2 separate regions of the Drosophila melanogaster genome follow, and region 2 is linked to region 1. The links are chromatin contacts, called in public Hi-C maps. All regions are on one chromosome and are shown on one strand. The core of a region is the stretch at or near the end of the contact, and the rest is flanking DNA. Distances in the headings are between cores, read along the strand shown.

Region 1 (4,004 bases), core at 638-3,137:
TCTACCTGCTCGAACTCTGAACTCTGAACGCTGATCGCTGAGCAGCGGCGACAGGTGTCGAGCTTTATTTCCGCTTCCGGGCGCTTTTCGCGTATGAACTGCAATAGTTGGCCCAATCGATAAGAACACTATCATTTGGTAGCGTTTTTTTTTTGCGCTCTTATCAGCTGGTTTGTTTCGATAAGTAGGGTAAGTACCTGTTTTGCTCATTCAGAAACTGGCAATGACGTAGACCAAGTTGGCCCAGCTCCGTCACAAGTGGCCGACTTTGAACCCTTCTTTGCTTCTGGCTTTTCTTACAATTGTCGCACTTGTCACCACACCACTGCCGCCCCACCTAAGCTCCCCTTTTATGCTTTTTCTCTTTTATTTTTTTTTTCTTCTGTCAGCTTCTTTTATTGTTATGCGCAGTGCGTAGAACAAGTGGAAGCTTTGTTTGACAATAACAACAACAGCGAGTGAAACATCAGCAGCTGGGGCAAGTAAGAAACAAAAAAAAAAAAAAAAACGTTAAGTTTACACGACTTCCAAGCGCTGGACGGAATCACCTGCCGCATTTTGTTTTTTCTGTAGTCGCTGTTGTGGGCTTGACATTTGACAATAAAGCAAATAATCATGGGAAAAAAGCTGAGCCCCCAGAAGAACGACAACTCGCCGCCGCAGTCATCATAAGAAAATATCAAAAACGGGAGGAAATCCGGAACCGTAGTCAAAACAAACGAAAGCGTTGAGTTAAGAGCTGTTGGATGAAAGCAAAACTAAATTAAGATTGACGAGTTATGTAAGGGTCTCATATTGTGATCGATCGATTAGCAATAAATAGAAAAAATTATGTCTCTTGCTCACAATTTTGTTAACAAATTGCTCATTGCTTTTAGGCAAATTGTTAAAAAGTTACAGCTCTGTAATGATAACTAAGATTAGTTATGAATCCAAACTTTCTTGAACTAGATAAGATCGCCGACAGTACATTTAACTTATTCAAATGCAGCATAAGCGCACATCATTCATTCAATTACTTGGAATGACTCATTGAGCTAGGACTTGAACTTTTTGCGTATGAGCAATAATTTTTAAAGACCCTCAGACTGGAACTCATTTATAGCAGCCTATCAGAAGCTCGACGATTATGAGTAACTTATTGGAAATCGGAGCAAAAGCCAATGACAACTGTCCTCTTATCTATTTTTATCTATTGGATTGATAATATTGTCGTTAGACACCTATTTAATCGTCAACGGGTTCGATTTCCCTCCTAGTTCGGTTTTCATTTTAACGAGTAACGACGATATTTTTTTAATACGTTGTTTTTCTAGCATATATCGTATCGACTTATTACGGTAAGAAATTATCCTTGCAGCAGAGGAATAGAGGGATTTTTCGAGAGAGCGAGAGAGTAAATCGGATTTACAAAATATATTTTAATACCCTAAATTTGAAAAAAAAAGGACATTATAGACTTAAAGAATTTTAGAGCAATCTCTAAAGAAATTAGCATATTGTGAAGCATACTTTTAGAGACGAATAAGTAAAGGTCTCGTGCCCTCCTTGATGTTCCATATTAAATATCCCAATTGTTAACCACAAATCGCCTTTAAGTAATTGATATAAAGTAATGAATTGGATCACCCGAAATTGTTGAGAGAAAACTGCAGGGTTGAGAAAATGCTGGCGTTGCTGTGAGAAGAAAACGTTGGAGAAAACACTCAACGTTTGAGCGAAATGAGCGTGCCGAAGATATTCGAACACGGCCGAACGCAGTCGAACAAATTCCGACCAGTGAGATACGTTTGAGTCGTGAGATACGTTTGAGTTGTATCCGTGAGATACGTTGTGAATGCTACAACTCTGCTCTGCATCGGTGAGATACGTTTGAGTCGTTTTCGCGGCGTCAAATCGAGCAGACCTGTGCCGCTCCGTAGAGCGAGTTCGTCCAAATAAAAAAAGAATTATACGAAATTCCGCCTGTGTTAGGAGCAGAGAAAAGAATAATTTTAAACCAACATACACAATCAGTTAGTTTCCACCGACAGTCCGCAGAAACCATTCGACGGCAACGGAACGGGCGCGCGATTGTCGGCAATCCGTAAGATAGCCAAATATTATTATTGTTCAGATACTCACTGAGGGCGTTGATAAAAGATCAGCCAGACAACTGCAGATCCGAGTGGAGTGTTTTGAAATCAGTGAAATTCTGTGTGAAAAATCGTTGATTTATTAATATTCAAGAATAAAAGTTCCCAGCGAATTTCATCAGCTGGAGTAACCGAAGTGACCCACCAAGCAAATCGAACAACACAAATCGATCGAACGTGTAAAAGGACTTTCGGTTTCATTAAGCGTGTGCAATTGCTGATTTTCCCCGGCAAAGCGGACTTTTTGCGGAATGAATGAAATAAAAAAAAAACAGCAGTGGCAACTATAATAATAAAAACAACAACAGTGCAACAACAGCCGGGGCATCTTCATAGATTTTGGCTCTCCTGAAGCAACAACTTCTGCCTGCACTTGGTATATGTACTTATCACATAGACATATATATACGCACAGATATATAAAACAAAAACGATCGCTTCTCGTGCCAGCGCGTGTGATTGTGTGCGTTCCCATGTTGCATATATATATGCACAAAAAATATATATATTTATCTAGAGCCGACTGTTGCGACGACTTTTCTATATAATCGGCTAGTGAGCACGCAGACATCGAAAAGGTGCACAAATACATCAGCAGATGCGGGTATATATGTATTGCACATATATCTAGCCAAAGCCAAAGTAGAAGATATATATGCGTATAAGCTGAACGCGGCGCACTCTGCTCTGTTTTTTCTTTTATAATTACTTTTGTCTAAAATTAGAAGACGTGTGTGTTGTGTGTGCCCCGTCCGTGTATCCGTATCCGTGAGATACGCGAGAGTGTCCGCGTCTGCTATATCGCACATCATCATCGCCGTACACCATCCGCCGTCCAATATCCACCATCATCATCATCATCATCGCCATCCCCATCATCATCGTCGTCGTCGTCATCAGAGATCAGAGATCTGCAGCGGTGTGTGTGCCAGAAAAGACGACTCGTGAATCAGACTACGGCTACGACTACGGGTGCGACTACGGCTATATAGGCGAGAGATCGCGTATACGGCCAGACAAACATTATCGTATATCTGGCGCCGAGGATTACAATTACAAGAGCAGCAAACGCAACAGCAGCAGCAGGAGCGGCAGCCGAAGTTAAAGCCGAATACGAGTACGAATACGAGTACGAATATCCGAGCCCCACAAACGAATACGAATACAAATACGAATCCGAACCCGAATCGAGGCGATACGAAACGATCGCGCGCGTGAAAAGCCTCGTGAAGAAAAGCGCTACGAAAAAAGTGGGGGAAAAATCAAACGCCACGCGACCTTAGGCCCGTCCAATTTTGGGGGGGGGCGTGCAGCGGGGCGTGGCCGTGCGTCGACTCCTAGCGATCGCTCAAGTGAAACGCGGCGAAATTCTGTTCAGATAACAAAAATGAGTCACCAAAATAAGCAGCAACAGCAACAGCAGCAGCAGCAACATCAAAAGCAACAGCAACAATCGAGTGCGGCAAAGTGTTCATAAATTAATGCTAGGCATACAGTGTGTTAGACCAGTCCGAAATACACTATCCCCCTCTCTCTCGCTCTCGAACAGTCCGTCTCTCTCTTGCCCCTGCTGTCGCTCAAAATGCTACGAAACTATCGAAAGTATTTGCAGGATAAACGGAAATACGACAAGCCACAACGACGAGGCAGCGAATTTTACATTTGTCACGTTTAGGCAAATTGCAAGGACAAAGGACACACCAACCCCCCAGCAGCAGCAGCAGCAGCAGCAGCAGCAGCAGCAGCAGCATCACGCAGCAATACGCAGCAGCAGCAGCAAAGCGCAGCAGCAACACTCGCTATCGAGATTTTGTACATAAAGTCGGGGCAATAGCAGCAACAACTTTGGAGGACGCCATGTATGCGCAA
Region 2 (4,004 bases), core at 386-2,885, 130 kb before region 1:
GGGTGGCTATATGGCCATAGAGCAGCTACGTACGATTACGAGGACGTTAAACAAATAAGCAAAGGGCAATGTGTAAAACCAGCACACAGGACACAGAGGCAAATGTGGAGCGCGCATCATTGACACACACAGTTACACACCTTTACAGGCAAGGACTCATTCAGGACACACGACTGCGATCAAAATTATAGTAGAGCTTGTCACATCGTATCATTTAAATGGGATAACAAAACGAAATAAGTGATTTAACTTCATTAATGAAGATTTTTCAACCTTTTTAATAAGTAATATTCTCTTTAAACACAAATCTGTAATTCATCAGCAAAAATTATTTAAGTTCTTTATGGTGGCCTGTCTTTTGTGGCCAGGATAAGATCAAATTTAATGATCTTTATTCGTTATTACAATTTCGTTATAAATTTGATCATAGCTATAAGAACGCTATCTGTCAATAGTGAAATGAAGAGTCAAAACTCTGCTGGGCTTCTGTCGCTTTTTGCTGCCACTGCTGCCGCTTCTGATGCTGATTCGGAATCTGAATCGGAATCTGCTCCTGATTCTACTGCTGCTTCCTTGCTGTCCAAAATGAATGACTCGCCAGCGGGCCAAATTCCCCGCTCCGTCTTCAGCACCCCTCCCCTTTTCGCCTCATGGAGCAAAGGCGCCACCCCCTGCAACCAAACAACCACCCAAGCCACCCACTGGGGGGACTCAACTTGTTGAGGAGTGACAGACCCACTCACTTGCCCGCTCGTCCGCTCACCAACTCACTCACTCGCACACCGAATGAATGAATGACTGACTGACTGACTTTCCTACCCTCAAGGTTCATCGTCAGTCCGTCAGTCACTCAAACTCGCATTTCATTCCATTTCCATTTCATTCACTTTGCCCGCTGCCCAAAACAGCCTTGTCTCGTCTTTCTTTTCGCTGCTTCTTTTTGTTTCAGTGTAGTTTCCGTTGGTTGTAGTAAATTTTTCTCATTTCGCTTTTTGTTGGCGTGGTTTTTATACCCGGTATTAATAGAGCAGACGGGTATACTGCATTGTATCGACATAAGGGGAATGACATTTTTAACTCTAAAGGTTTCCTAAATTTATTCCATTACTAATATAACATTTTTTTTCTGAATAATGTGAAATAACGTTTTCTAAATAGCGATATGGTGTTTAAACGCCTGGAAGTAGGCAGCACTTTACCAGGTATCTCAAAGTCGACTTGTCTCACTTTCCGGTTTCTACTTCTATTTGCGCTGTTGCTGTTTTGAGTGTTCCACTGCTTGTGTGTGTTTGTGTGTATGAGTGCTTTGAGTACGTCAAATGAAGAAAAACCAACTCACACAGGCACAGCGAATGAGAGAGGCATAGAATGAACTAGCGGTAAATGCATGAACAACGCCGGCTTGCCCGTCATGAAATTTGTATTTGTATCTCAGCGGCTGTTGCTGCCCTCGTTCCCTGCCTTTCTGCCGCTCTCTCTCCTTTCACTCTCTCTCCCTGTTACACTCACCCCCGCCCGACCAACACGCCGCACCACACCACTTCTTCTTCTTCTTCTGCTTCTGGTTCCACGCTCTGCTCTGCGTCTCGTGCTCATTTTCCGTTGTACTTTTTCGATGCAGTCGCCCCGTGGATTTCATTCCCTCTGCGCACTTCGAACCGATCGCTCGTATCGCTCCCGGGACTCAAAATCCGAGTACGGATTCGAATTCGAAACGAACCCATAACCGAAACTCAACACTCGCCGGACTTCGACTGCAATTCAAATACCATTTACGCGCTAAGTTATTGAACACTCGTGAAGGGCGCATAAAGTTCTTGAAATTACGACTTTAGCATATTGTGCTTGTGTTTAAAGAGCAAAGTGTAAACAAATCCGAAGAGTTATCTTCACATCTTAAGAAAATGGGTCGCCTGTTCCAATACAATCGCTTTGGCGCCACGGATGGCATCAACAAAAACACCAGCAAAAAGGATACTCAGCAAAAGAACAAAATGGTAAGATTCAGATATAATGCAAGTCTTAAGACACCTAAAGTACCGAGCCCCTTAAAGAACAGTTATGTATTTTAGTTGAGATTTATGACTTTTTTGGTCCTTTAGGCAGGCTAATTATAAATAAATAATAGCTTTCGACTACGCACCGCAGTATTCACATATGTTAAAGATATACAAGCGGATGCATTAAACATACTTTAGAATCCTTTCAAGTTCCATGAGAAAGTTCTTCCGCAGTCCCAATACCTCTCTATAAATATCCATGCCCTTGATGACTCAAGCTGATCTCTGTAGAATCTAACAGTCTATGCACATTTCACACTCCCCACACACCATCGAAATACCTCTTTGGACAACCACCCACGCACACTTAGCACTATCTACAGTGAACTCCCCGCCACGTCGACCGGCGGAGGGGCGGAAACGGGGCATGGCCGTATTCAAAACACGAACGACAACAATTAAAATGATTTAGTGTCACAGATACCACGAACAACAGCTCGGCCACACAACGCAGATACAACAAGAACAACGACAGCGCAGCATAATAAACTCGACTGTCGACGTAAATCAGTGGAACACTAAATCACATAGGGCCAAATAAATATGATTTGCATAAAAACTAAATCAAAGTATACACATATATATGCAAACAGAGGGCGTTCGAATAGAGGGGGTGGCGATAGTTGGCGACCTAAGCCGAGCGTAAATCTGAATTCAAATAAATCAAATTGTAAATGCAGCCTGATTTCTGGCGATAAGTAGAACAAACAGCAACGTTGCCCGATTCGGGAATTGAAATCAAAACATATGTTGGCCTCATAAAGATAGTGATTGATTTGATTTGACAAAATGCATTTCTATATGCAAACAAGGCGCATATGTTATTTGTTTTTGATTCCAGATAAGCGCTAACTAGGCTTTATCGTCTAGCCGCGATGCCCGAAAGGCGATAGGCCCTATGGCGATAGCTTAATTAAGACAAACTGCCTTTTCAGCTACCTGAATGCAAAGTCAACTTTCCTTCAAGACCGCAGCTACTTTGCTTCACTAATCTGCTTATTTGACTTGGCATCCGTAGTTGCTGCACACACACTCACAGATACAATAGCATTCGTAACAATGCTCCGACATCTGAGCAGCATTTATCAAAATATTTGTTTAAAAGAACCACGACGAGGAGAGTAGAGAGAGAAAAGTTTGTAATTTTAAACTGAATGACAGTTTGCGTTTTGCCCCCGCCTCCTTTTATGCCGACCTTTGCATTTTTCATCCAGTCATTTTTCACTGGAATTGACACCCATCGCCTTCTGTATCTCGTCTCTTCGGATTCTCTTTGTTTTGATCTATGAAAATCTATCTTCTTCGTCTCGCATTCAATTTTAGGTGTAGGTGTTGGTTGTTTTGGCTCCCAAAAGGATTGTCTTTTGAAACGGGAAGTCTGGGTGTGGCCGCAACGGGAGTTGTTTTACCAAGAAGACTCGAGGCCCACAAAAGACTTTTTCAAGCTGAAAAGTGCAGGAATGCGCCCTCTTATATCCCTTAGATCTCCGAGTATAAATCGCTCGACACCTCCCCGAAAACCCCACCGCATCCGTTATCAAAATCTATTACCAGACACACTCTGTTTACAGAGCCAACTGGCTGTGCTGACAAACGATTTCAATTAGCCGGTTCGCAACAGATAAAAGACATCTCGCGTATCTAGCGCGGGTCAAAGATACAAAACAGGAATCGTCACGAACTGCAGCACCGACAAATTCACATATCGAGAGGGACCAGAACTAATAAAATTGTCACACAACTGTCGACTCTGTCGGAGTTGACCATATGCCGTATGTTTGGGTGGAACTGCAACCATATTGCTAGATTAAAATCGGAGACAATTAAGTCGAAGATGATAAAATCGACTTTGCAGCGGGTTTATTAAACTGAACTGCGCTCGAAAGTGTTTATGAACAAGAGATTATTCGTTGGATAAGTATTTGATTACATTTCATTAGGCAG

What was found. Hi-C and Micro-C count contacts between places; a contact is called where the count stands out from the background.
Region 2: a contact with region 1 is called in a Hi-C map of the Kc167 cell line, with 3 times the contacts expected there. A contact is called at or near these places in 4 of 107 Hi-C or Micro-C datasets (the Kc167 cell line, cellular blastoderm embryo and embryonic neurons).

The regions. Positions count from the first base shown.
Region 1 is chr3L:5,843,547-5,847,550 of dm6, reverse strand. It overlaps vn (vein), which reads left to right and starts at 1,887. Exons shown (of 6, transcript NM_001014565.2): 1 at 1,887-4,004. The coding sequence starts at 3,993.
Region 2 is chr3L:5,973,638-5,977,641 of dm6, reverse strand. CG10479 reads left to right here and starts at 1,635. Exons shown (of 3, transcript NM_139749.3): 1 at 1,635-1,997. The coding sequence starts at 1,905.